Linked DNA regions of Macaca mulatta: region 1 is linked to region 2. A link is a contact called in public Hi-C data. All regions are on one chromosome and are shown on one strand. Each heading gives the region's core, a stretch centred on a gene start, on an enhancer-like site or on the middle of the called end of the contact. The rest is flanking DNA. Distances are from core to core; before and after follow the strand shown.

Region 1 (5,836 bases), core at 1,184-3,683, 44 kb before region 2:
TTCAGCTCTTGGGGCCTCCGGTTCCCCAGTGGTGGCACCAGCCTTGCTCTCTCTTTTCTCAAGCCCCCATTTTGTCCATTAGGAAATCTTACTGCCTCTACTTTTGAAATACACCCTAAATCCCACTTCTCACCCTTTTCTCGCCCAGCATCTTGATCTGTCCAAGTTCATCTCTCACCTGGACTATGACAGTAATCTTTTCTCTGGGGCCCCCTTCCCCAACCCCCGCTAATCTGCACCCCACATGCAGCTGGAACCCTGTGAACACCTAAGGTCCTGTCTCCGCTCTGCTCAGAACCCTCCAGTCGTCCCCATCTCACTCAGGGTAAAAGCCAAAGTCTTAGCATGCATCACAAGGCTCTCCGCAACCTGGCTGGCACCTCCTTCCCTTCTCCTCACCTCATTCTGCTCTAGCCATGCTATCCCCACCAGGCACACTCTGTCGGGGCTCCGGCCATGCCGTCCCCACCAGACACTCCCCTCTCAGGGCCCTGGCACTTGCTGTTCCCTCTGGCTGGGAACACTCTTCCTCTAGATGGCCACATGGCCTACTCCCTTCCTTCCTTTTAGCATTTGCTTAAATGTCACCTTCTTAGTGAAGCTTCCTTGATCCCCTTCTACAGCCATATCCCCACCCTCACCCTACCCAGCTCTGTTTTTCTCCACAGCAATTACCACCATCCGATCTAACGTATAATTTGCTTATTTACTACATTTGTTGTCTAGGATATCAGCTTCACGGGGGCAGGAATTTTTGTCTGCCATCCATGTTCATGTCCGCCGTGTCCCCAGCTAGCTAGAACAGGGCCTGGCACAGGGGAAGGGGTCAGCATGAGATGAGATGAGATGGAGCTGGATCTCCAAGGGTTTTGACTACTAGACTGAGGAGCTGAACTGTGTTCTGAGGACATGGGCAAAGCTATGGAAGGAAAGATGTTTCCAGATGCCAGGTGGAAGGTGGATTAGAGAGGGGCAAGAAAGAAGGCCCTGGGCCCAAAGAGAGCAGGGCAGGAACATGAGGAGGGAAGGCAGGAGGTGACCCTGACAAGACCCACGATGGTTACCTGGGGACTGGAGGAGCAATGGGCTGCCCTGACATGGGGTCATGGAGGAGGATAACACAGAGAGGAAATTCAGCAGAGGTCTGATTAGAAGGGCCTTGAATGTTGAAGAGGTTGGACTTTATAGTGAGGGCACTGGGGAGCTATGGAAGGATCCTTAGCAGGGGAGTAACATGGATTTGGAAAGATCTCTGGCAGTTGTGTGGGGATAGATGAGAAGATGGGAGTCTAGAAAGGAGGCTGGGTTGGAAACCCTGGGACAGAAACCCAGAAAGGAAAGGACTGGGCCTGGGGTCTCCGGTGAGTATCAGGGAGGGGGGAATCAGGAGCAGGAGTCTGGTCACCACCCATCCCTCCTTTCCCCTCTCCCTGCTTTCCTGCAGGCTGGCCCCGGCTCCATTTCCAGGTGTGGTCCCAGGACAGCTTTGGCCGCTGCCAGCTTGCAGGCTATGGATTTTGCCATGTGCCCAGCAGCCCGGGCACACACCAGCTGGCCTGCCCCACCTGGCGGCCCCTGGGCAGTTGGCGAGAGCAGCTGGCACGGGCTTTCGTGGGTGGTGGGCCACAGCTGCTGCATGGGGACACCATCTACAGTGGGGCCGACCGCTATCGCCTGCACACAGCTGCTGGTGGCACCGTGCACCTGGAGATCAGCCTGCTGCTCCGCAACTTCGACCGCTATGGCGTTGAGTGCTGAGGGACCCTGTCTCCAACGCCACCACCATCCACACCCTGGACACCCAGTGAGGCACAGTGGTCAGGAGCACGGACTCTGGAGACCATCAGAGCTGGACCCCAGCTAAGGACTCCTGTCCTTGCTAGGACCTCTGGGTCCCTCTGGGCCCAGTTTCCCTACCTGTAAATTGGGGAGAGTAAATGTATGGGGTCGCAGGATGTTGGATGACAAGAGGCTGCTTAGCCACATGGGAGGTGCTCAGTAAAGGAGAGCAATTCTTACCGGTGTCTGCCTCCTGACCCTTCCATCCCTCAGGTGTCCTGTTGCCCCCTCCTCCCACTGACACCCTCCGGATGCCCCCATCTTGACAGACCCTCTTCCCCTACCCTGTGTGCCAGCCTCACACTGTCCTCCCGTTCTGGGTCCCCCTCCTCTGGTCGGCTCCCCTGTGTCTCATCCCGCGGATTAAGCCTTCGCCTGGTCCTCTTTTTCTGGTGACCCACACCGCCCGCAAAGCCACAGCGCATCTGGATCACCTGCTTTGGTGGCTCTTGGCCGCCAGGAGGCAGCACCCTGTTTGCGGGGCGGAGCCGGGGTGCCCGCCCCTTTCCCCCAGGGCTGAAGGGACCCCCCTCAGAGCCCGCCCACGCGAGATGAGGACTGTGGCCCAGCCCCCCCATGCCCTCCCCCTGGGGGCCGCCCGCGCTCCCGCCCCGTGCGCTTCCTGGGTGGGGCTGGGGCGGCTTCAAAACCCCCCGCCGACCCAGCCGGTCCCCGCCGCCGCCGCCCTTCGCGCCCTGGGCCATCTCCCTCCCACCTCCCTCCGCGGATCAGCCAGACTGCGAGGGCCCCGGCCGGGGGCAGGGGGGACGCCCCGTCCGGGGCACCCCCCCGGCTCTGAGCCGCCCGCGGGGCCGGCCTCGGCCCGGAGCGGAGGAAGGAGTCGCCGAGGAGCAGCCTGAGGCCCCAGAGTCTGAGACGAGCCGCCGCCGCCCCCGCCACTGCGGGGAGGAGGGGGAGGAGGAGCGGGAGGAGGGACGAGCTGGTCGGGAGAAGAGGAAAAAAACTTTTGAGACTTTTCCGTTGCCGCTGGGAGCCGGAGGCGCGGGGACCTCTTGGCGCGACGCTGCCCCGCGAGGAGGCAGGACTTGGGGACCCCAGACCGCCTCCCTTTGCCGCCGGGGACGCTTGCTCCCTCCCTGCCCCCTACACGGCGTCCCTCAGGCGCCCCCATTCCGGACCAGCCCTCGGGAGTCGCCGACCCGGCCTCCCGCAAATACTTTTCCCCAGACCTCGGGCGCACCCCCTGCACGCCGCCTTCATCCCCGGCCTGTCTCCTGAGCCCCCGCGCATCCTAGACCTTTTCTCCTCCAGGAGACGGATCTCTCTCCGACCTGCCACAGATCCCCTATTCAAGACCACCCACCTTCTGGTACCAGATCTCGCCCATCTAGGTTATTTCCGTGGGATACTGAGACACCCCCGGTCCAAGCCTCCCCTCCACCACTGCGCCCTTCTCCCTGAGGACCTCAACTTTCCCTCGAGGCCCTCCTACCTTTTCCCGGGAGACCCCCAGCCCCTGCAGGGGCGGGGCCTCCCCACCACGCTAGCCCTGTTCGCCCTCTCGGCAGTGCCGGGGGGCGCCGCCTCCCCCATGCCGCCCTCCGGGCTGCGGCTGCTGCCGCTGCTGCTACCGCTGCTGTGGCTACTGGTGCTGACGCCTGGCCGGCCGGCCGCGGGACTATCCACCTGCAAGACTATCGACATGGAGCTGGTGAAGCGGAAGCGCATCGAGGCCATCCGTGGCCAGATCCTGTCCAAGCTGCGGCTCGCCAGCCCCCCGAGCCAGGGGGAGGTGCCGCCCGGCCCGCTGCCCGAGGCCGTGCTCGCCCTGTACAACAGCACCCGCGACCGGGTGGCCGGGGAGAGTGCGGAGCCGGAACCCGAACCGGAGGCCGACTACTACGCCAAGGAGGTCACCCGCGTGCTAATGGTGGAAACCCACAACGGTGAGCTCGGAGGGGCAGGGGAGCCGGGAGGGGGGCCCCCAGGGGGCGCCGGAGTGCCGGGGCCCCGGGTAGGAAGTGACTGGCAGAGGAAACTGGCTGGAGGAAGAGGACCCCCCGGGGCAAAGGGAACGTGGGATGGTGGGAGGGGGGTGTCCGAAAGAGGATGGCACTGAGTCCCCTACCCCCCAGGTATCTGGTCTTGGAGAGGAGGAGATAGCGAAGTGGACCGCTTCTAGAGGGCGACAGAAACATGCGGGGTCGTGGGGGTAGTGCCCTAGAGGGATAGAAGCAATAGGGGGACGGTAGAAGGCTCCCTCCTCCAGGACGCGTTGAATTGGGGAGGGGGTCGTGGGGTAGGAGAGGGGGGAGAGGGGAGCCCGGTGTGGGAGAAGCGAAGACCTCAGCATTTGGGAAAGGAGAGGCACTGGGGCAAGTTGACCCAGAGCTTGGGGGTCCTGAGGTGGAAAGATTCAAGGACAGAAAAGCTGGATGAAGGCAACCCTAGGGGGTGCGAGAAAAGTGAGAGCGGACCCATTTCCAGAGGCTGCGAGGAACACGCGGGATGCGGGGGTGGGGGAGAGTCGTAGAAAGAGAAACAGAGGTGGGTGTGATAAATGTGGGGAGAAAGGGACGGGAGGTTATTGGAAGGAGGAGGCAAGCGGGAGAGGAGCGGAGACCCAGGAGTGTGCCCGGGATGCAGAAGTGTCCTCGGTGTTTCACACGGGGATGTGAGGGACAGAGTGGGGAGCCCAGAGGAGGAATTGAGCTTCCAGAAGACCTAGAATCCTGGGTCATGGGAAGAGCTTTACCGAGAGGGGAGACAAGCGTGGGAAAGGTGGTGTGAGCGGGGCGGAGGAGAGATACCCAGCGCCATCCACGCCGCGAGCACTGAGCGCCCCCCGCCCGTCCCGCCACTCGCCGCAGGATGCAGGGGAATGGGCTGAGCGGAGTCCAGCCGCAGGGGAAGTGCTGGGTGGGGAGTGACTCTACGAGACCGAGGTGAGAAAACCAAGCTGGGAGGAGTGAGAAAGCCCCACGTGGGTGCCACGCGCGGGGGGAGGAGCCTGCGCTTCCACCAAGGGGCAGGAGGACCCCGCTGCGCTAAATGCTGGCAGTCTGGACCCCAAAGCCCCAGTTCCTCTCGAGGTGGCTGGGGAAACCCCAGCGTCCGGCCGCCTCACTCTCCTCCCTTCCCTTTCCTTCCCATGCCCCCGGCGGGGGCGGGGATCGCGCGCGGAGCCCGGGGCGAGACGGGGCAGGTCTGGTCCCCGCCCTCCTGGCTGCGGCGCCTCCCGCCCTCCTCACCCCAGCTACGGGCGGGGCTCCCACTGAGCCGGCCCCGTCCATCCATGCGAGGACCCAGGCGTCCTGCGTGGTTCAGAGCTTTGGGAAAGATCCCTTAGGTTTCACTGACTTTTGGGCGGTGTGGGCTTGCCGGTCGCCGGCCCATTCTTGCGCCAGTTTACGGCTCCAGCCCAATGACGCGCACACTGCACCCAAGTCTCAGCCTTGCCTTATCTTCCGTGCTTCACCTTCGTTGTAGAGGCTCCTTTAACACTGGCACCTCCAATCCTCTTCTCCCCAACAAATGCACATGTGTCTCTTCTCGCACGTGTGTCCCCATCTGCCTCTTTCTTTTCGTCTCCGTTAGTCTCTCTGTCCACGCATGGTTTTTGTCTCTGCGACTATTTTCTCTCCCTTTCTATTTTTCTCTTCCACGGTCCTCTCTGTCTCTAGCATCTGACCGCCTCTCCCTCTCGCAGCACCCTCCAACCCTTCCTTTCCCTCCTCTTTCTCTTCCTCCCTATCTGTCTTCCCCAGCCAAGGCTCTGCCTTTCCTTTGGGGTTTGCTGAGTAACCTCCGGGCCAAGAATAGGGCTTATTGGGGCTGGGTGGGGAGGGAGACTGGGGAAGAGGAGGAGGATCTAAGGGCGCCCTAGGAAGCGGTTTCCTCTGGCTTTCTCACCAGTCTCTTTTCACACCCCCACTATAGGAGGCTGGAAGCAGTTGCCCCAGTTGATCCAGGAGTTCATGGCCTATTCCCTCATCCTCAACCCCAAACTTTTCCTAAACTAGAAAATAACTTGGCT
Region 2 (5,942 bases), core at 1,643-4,142:
GAGATCATGTACTCCAGCCTGGGCAACAGAGCGAGACTCTGTCTTAAAGAAAAAAAGAAGGCAATGTCAAAAGGGGAAGTAGAGATTGGAGTGATGTAGCCAAAACCCACGGAATTCCAGAAGCCACCACTGGCTGGAAGAGGCAAGAAATGGGTTTTCTCCCAGAGCCTGTGGGGGAGCACGACCCTGCAGACACCTGGATTTCAGTTTAGCAACACTGACTTCAGTCTTCTGGCCTTGAGAACTATGAGAGAATAAAGTTCTGTTGTTTGAAGCCATGCAGTTTGTGGTACTTTGTTACAGCACCCCTGGGAAACAAAGTCAGGCTGAGAAGGAGCAGCCCAAGAGACAGGCAGGAAATCAGGCACTGTGGTGTTGCAGAAATCAAAGGAAAACATGCAAGAAGGATGGAAGGGTCAACAGCATTTAATTCTAGTCCAGTCTAGTAAGAAAAAAACCTGAATGGGCCGGGTGTGGTGGCTCACACCTGTAATCCCAGCACTTTGGGAGGCTGAGGCAGCAGGATCTCTTGAGGTCAGAAGTTCGAGACCAGCCTGGCCAACACGGTGAAACCCCATCTCTACTAAAAATACAAAAAATTAGCTAGGCATGGTGGCAGGCGCCTGTGATCCCAGCTACTTGGGAGGCTGAGGCACAGGAATCACTTGAACCTGGAAGGCGGAGGTTACAGTGAGCTGAGATCATGCCACTGCACTCCAGCCTGGGCAACAGAGTGAGACTCTCTCCAAAAAAAAAAAACCCAACCTGAATGAGGTGACTGGATTGAACAACATGGAGGAAGTCAGTGGGGACCCTAATCAGAGCAGTTTCTTAGGAGAAAAGTCAGACAGTCATGAGCAGGAGAAGAGGAAATGGAGACCAAGTGTACATGACTCTCTGAAGGAGACAGATGGGGCCAAGAAACAGATTTTTTCTTTTTCTTTTTTTGAAACAGGGTCTTGCGCTGTTGCCCAGACTGCAGTGCGATAGTGCAAACAAAGCTCACTGCAGCTTCGACCTCCTGGGCTCAAGTGATCCTCCTGCCTCAGCCTCCTGCGTAGCTGGGACCACAGGAATGCACCACCAAACCTGGCTAATTTTTTTTTTTTTGAGACAGAGTTTTGCTCTGTTGTTACCCAGGCTGGAGTACAGTGGTGCGATCTCTGCTTACTGCAACCTCTGCCTCTTCGGTTCAAGTGATTCCGGTTGGTGCCTCAGCCTCCTAAGTAGCTGGGATTACAGGCACACACCACGACGCCTGGCTAATTTTTGTGTTTTTAGTAGAGATGGGGTTGCGATATGTTGGCTAGGCTGGTCTCCAACTCCTGACCTGAGGTGATTTTCCTGCCTCGGCCTTCCAAAGTACTGTGATTACAGGTGTGAGCCACCGGGCCTGGCCTTAATTTTTAAATTTTTTTGCAGAGATGGGGCCTGGCTATGCTGCCAGTGCTGGTCTCAAACTCCTGGGCTCAAGTCTCACTCTGTTGCAGAGGTTGGAGTGCAGTGGTGTAATAATCTTAGCTCACTGCAATCTCAAAGGGTTCGAGTGACACTCCCCACCTTAGTCTCTGGAGTAGCTTGTCCTAGCTACTCCCTAGCCACCAGGCCTGGCTAATTTTTAAATGTTTGTAGAGATCAGGTTTCTCTCTGTTGCCCAGGCTGATCTCAAACTCCTGGGCTCAAGCAACCCTTCTGCCTTGGCCTCCCAAAGTGCTGGGACTACAAGTGGGAGCCACTGCACCAGGCCTTAAGACTTTTTATTTAGGTTAAATTTTTTATCTTTAGAAAATTTCAGCCGGGCGCGGTGGCTCACGCCTGTAATCCCAGCACTTTGGGAGGCCGAGGCGGGCGGATCACAAGGTCAGGAGATCGAGAACACGGTGAAACCCCGTCTCTACTAAAAATACAAAAAATTAGCCGGGCGCGGTTGTGGGCGCCTGTAGTCCCAGCTACTCGGGAGGCTGAGGCAGGAGAATGGCGTGAACCCGGGAGGCGGAGCTTGCAGTGAGCCGAGATCGCGCCACTGCACTCCAGCCTGGGCGACAGAGCGAGACTCCGTCTCAAAAAAAAAAAAAAAAAAAAAAAAAAAAAAAAAATTTCAAACGCACACAAACGTAGAAAGTACAACGACACCTCTCCCCCTACCTCCATATACCGATCATCTCCATGTGGTTTCCACAATAACCAATTCTTGGCCAGTGGTGGTTGAGCCACCCTTCCAACCACATCTCACCCGACATCGGATTACTTTGAAGGTTGTGGGGAAGCACAGAAATTGACTAAGGACTTTGAAAGGAGCCTGGCTGGATTTCGGGCTTTGGGGGAAAGGCGAGTTACAAAGAAATGAGGGAATCGTTAGATTGGGATAAGTTAAGTTTGCATGAGGCAGGTAGAAGTTTAGCCTGGAAAAGTCGGAGGATTCGTCTAGAGCGAGGGAAGGCTCAGCGTGGTATAGGGAAGGAGGTAATTTGAGAAGGGCTGGTCTGAGGCAGTGCGGAAATTAGGCCGGGATAGAGAGGTTTCTGTTAACTCACTGCCTGGTAAGGAAACGAGTTAGTCAGGGACATGGAAAGGATTGGTCTGGAACTGGGAAGAGGTTAATTTAGGGAGGAAGGAATGGAGGTCAGCCCCCGACAAGGGAGGGGATAATCCGGGCAAAGTGGTGAAGAGGACCGGTAAGGCTGAGGGGGCCGGGCGTCCTCCTAAAGCGAGTCCTCCTTGCGTTCCTGGGGGAATCATTTCCTAGAGACACCGCAGCCGCACCCACCCGCCGCCTCCGCGTGACCAAGATCTCACCCTTATCGGGTTCCTTCGCCGCCGCCGCAGTCGCCACGGCCTCCATCCTGATTCTCTCGGACTTGTCAACCGCCGGGCGGGCCCCGCACACCAACTTCCGGCCCACGCACGCAAGAGACATTTTCGCCTGAGAATGTTCCGGGTCCGGGTGCGCCGCTGCGCCCAGGCACCAAAGTTCCGGGCCTAAGGCAGACGTTGCATTGCTCATGCGTGTCTCTCTCGGGCTCCGCCCTCCGCAGCCAGGAAGGAAAGGGGCTCCCCGGAGAGTGAGAGGCCCTTGACTCTGCTATCAGTCAGTAGGAACCAGAACCGTTGTTCGTTTGTTCACTGATGTGACTCCAGCTCCCAGCGTGCTTAATTTTGGGATGGTTAAAGGACTGTCCCCCGGAGCCTGGAGCTGACATTCTCTGAGGGTTCGTGCTCTGGTTTAGACCCCCGCCTACCCTTTTCCTTTCTTCACCCCTTCAGGAATTCAGGAATATTTACTAAGCCTTGACTCTTTTTTTTTTTTTTTGAGACAGGGTCTCGCTTTGTCGCCCAGACGAGTGCAGTGGCGCCATCACAGTTCACTGTAATCTCACATTTTTGTGCTCAAGTGATCCTCCTGCCTCAGCCTTTGGAGTAGTTGGGGACTACAGGCGCGCACCACCGCGCCTGGCTAATTTTTAAATTATTTTGCAGAGTCAGGGTCCCACTTCGTTGACCAGGCTGGTCTCCAACTCCTGGCCTCAAGCAGTCCTCCTGCTTCAGCCTCTCAAAGTGCTGGGATTACATACGTGAGCCACCAGCCTGGCTTACTTCCATCATCATACCCTGTCTCTGGCTGGCATGAGATGGGTGATGAGATAGAACTTCCCATTTTGTGTTCCCAGGACCTGGAGGAAATCCGCAGGTGTGAAACAAGACAACTGTGGTCCTTATTTCCCTGTGGGATGGGTGGGGCTCTATTTAGGTGTTACCAGCATAGTAGACAGACATGTCACCAATAACCATTCAGTGGCCAGGGCTTTGATGGATCCAGAGGGCTGAGGGAGCTGCCCACCCCAGGCTGGAGGGTCAAGGAAGGCTTCTTTCTGGGAGGGGACCCTCAAGCTAAGACCTGAAGAACGAGTAGGAGCTGGGTAAGAGGAAGGTAAGGAAGAGTCTTGAGGAGGATGGCAGGTACGGACAGTTCTGGTTGCTACAAGCACTTCAGTACCGTCAGGGCGTAGGAAACGAGCTCTAACTTGAAAGCCATGATTGGGCTGTGGAGGTTTTGAGAACCTCATGAATTTTTATGCAATTCCATGTGCCTCTGTATTCTCCAATGCAGTGGTTCATGGCATCATTTGTGGGTTCCAAAAAGGATTTATGGCTCCTCAGAACTAAATAACCACTGATTTGATATTCAAAGGGGGAGCAGAAGAAGATGGAGCCAGCGAGGTTACCAGGTGCTAGGCCATGCAGGACCTGCATAAGCCATAGTAAGTGGCTTGACTTCTATATTCTGAAGGGAGTGGGCAAGGGGATCAAGGGACTGGAGATGAGATGTGTGTGAGGACGACTGTGGCTGTGAACAGAGGAAGAGCTTCCTCATTTGCATTCCCTTAAGGTCTGGCGATGTGGAAGAAAGCCAAGGAGGTCCCTATTTACCACCCCAGATACCTAGGCACGGTGCCTAGGCATTACCAGGAGAGACCAGCAGAGGGCGCTGTAGCCCAGCACATGGACATGCAGGGAAAGGCTTCCCAGACTAAAGGCCCTAGCCTCTCCCCGCCACCTCCTCTCTGGGGCACTCTAGGGTCCTTTTAGCCACCAACCTTGGTTCCTTCTCTCGTTCTGATGCCCTACCCGAGATTCTGAGACTAGTCAGCTTCCCTCCCTTGTTTTTGTTGTCCATCTCCCCTTCACAAGGCTCTGAGCTCCCACCAGGGAAGATTGGGGCTGAATTGGCTTCTCCTGTGGCCCAGCATTGTCTCCCACAAGGAGCCAGGAACACAGCATGTACTGAGGGAATGAAGACGTAAGGTTGCTAAGGGAGGAGGACGATGGGCCATAGGGATGCAATCTGGAGTCTTTTACCCTGGCTCACTGCTCCAGGAAGCCCTCCCTGCACACCAGCCCAGGCTCTCACAGCTGACCACTTCGTGCTGGCAGGTCTTTGTTCTCTCTGGAGTGGGAGCTCTGTGAGAACAGGGTCCAGGACTGCCGTGGCCATACTGTGTCCCCAGCACTGTCCAGGGCAGCTGAAGAACACAGCAGGTGGCTCACACACACTGCCTGAAACATGAAGCTCCTGGAATCCTCATGAGCCCCAACCACAGAACAGGCAGTAACTGTCCTCCGTGCTGCACACAGGCCAGGTCTGAGGCAGGTGGTCTGTGGATGCCCAGTGATGATCCTGAACAAACCAGCCCTGGTCTCTGCCCCATCAGTCCCACCCATCCCTCCACCTACAGGCCTGTTCCACGTCCTTTACTCAAAAACTCCTGGAGGGATTTTAGACCGTGAGAAGTAGAGAACCAGAAAAGCACTTTAAAAATGAACCAGATGATTGTAAACCAGGGACCCTTGTTTAAGTGTGCATTTTTGGCACCAAAATTGGGGCCAAGCATATGAATCCCTCAGTAAGTTGGTTTAATGAATGAGTAAATAATTTCCCTTTAAAAGGCCCCCACCCCAATTAATGGCCAACTGCAGTTAACACTTCAGGGTTTTAACCCTGCTTCCTTCCTGCTAGGAGGTGCTATGTCATTTATTCAAAGAAAACAAAATGAAACCAAACAAAACAGGGCAAACACATTTCTTAATAAGTGCAGTTTGTTAAAATCATGTTAAAACATATGAGTCAAGGGGAAGTAAAAATAAAGGGTATCACTGTAGGAAAAGCTTTTGGGTCTGGCACCTGGGAGACCACTGGAGAGGAGGCAGTGGGAGAAACTTCAAGTTCTGAAGGGAAGGAGCCCCCCAACCTCCCCTCCTTCCCTCTCACCCACTGAATCCCACCAGAAACTACCAAGACGCCCGGAATAAAAGGTTTCAAGTTCAATAGTCACACTCTCTCCAAATACAAAAAGCAGTTACAATTCAACTGAACACAGAAGCTTGTGTGCAAAGTTATGGGGAACTGGGGCATCGTATAAAAAGTCGGGTTAAAGATGATTCTG

Evidence for each region. Hi-C and Micro-C count contacts between places; a contact is called where the count stands out from the background.
Region 1: a Hi-C map of cortical neurons shows a contact between it and region 2, with 2.3 times the contacts expected there. The contact joins the promoter of TGFB1 here to the promoter of CCDC97 in region 2. A contact is called at or near these places in 3 of 14 Hi-C or Micro-C datasets (CD4 T cells, cortical neurons and liver).

What each region holds. Positions count from the first base shown.
Region 1 is chr19:52,496,218-52,502,053 of T2T-MMU8v2.0, reverse strand. TGFB1 (transforming growth factor beta 1) reads left to right here and starts at 2,433. Exons shown (of 7, transcript XM_015124025.3): 1 at 2,433-3,746. The coding sequence starts at 3,392. It overlaps B9D2 (B9 domain containing 2), which reads left to right. Exons shown (of 4, transcript NM_001261075.1): 4 at 1,445-2,022. The coding sequence ends at 1,758.
Region 2 is chr19:52,452,167-52,458,108 of T2T-MMU8v2.0, reverse strand. CCDC97 (coiled-coil domain containing 97) reads right to left here and starts at 2,892. Exons shown (of 5, transcript XM_015124014.3): 1 at 2,797-2,892. The coding sequence starts at 2,842. LOC144337542 (a long non-coding RNA gene) reads left to right here and starts at 611. Exons shown (of 2, transcript XR_013410748.1): 1 at 611-1,154; 2 at 2,035-5,942. It overlaps HNRNPUL1 (heterogeneous nuclear ribonucleoprotein U like 1), which reads right to left. Exons shown (of 14, transcript XM_077982970.1): 14 at 5,806-5,942. LOC144337539 (a long non-coding RNA gene) reads left to right here. Exons shown (of 2, transcript XR_013410742.1): 2 at 1-278.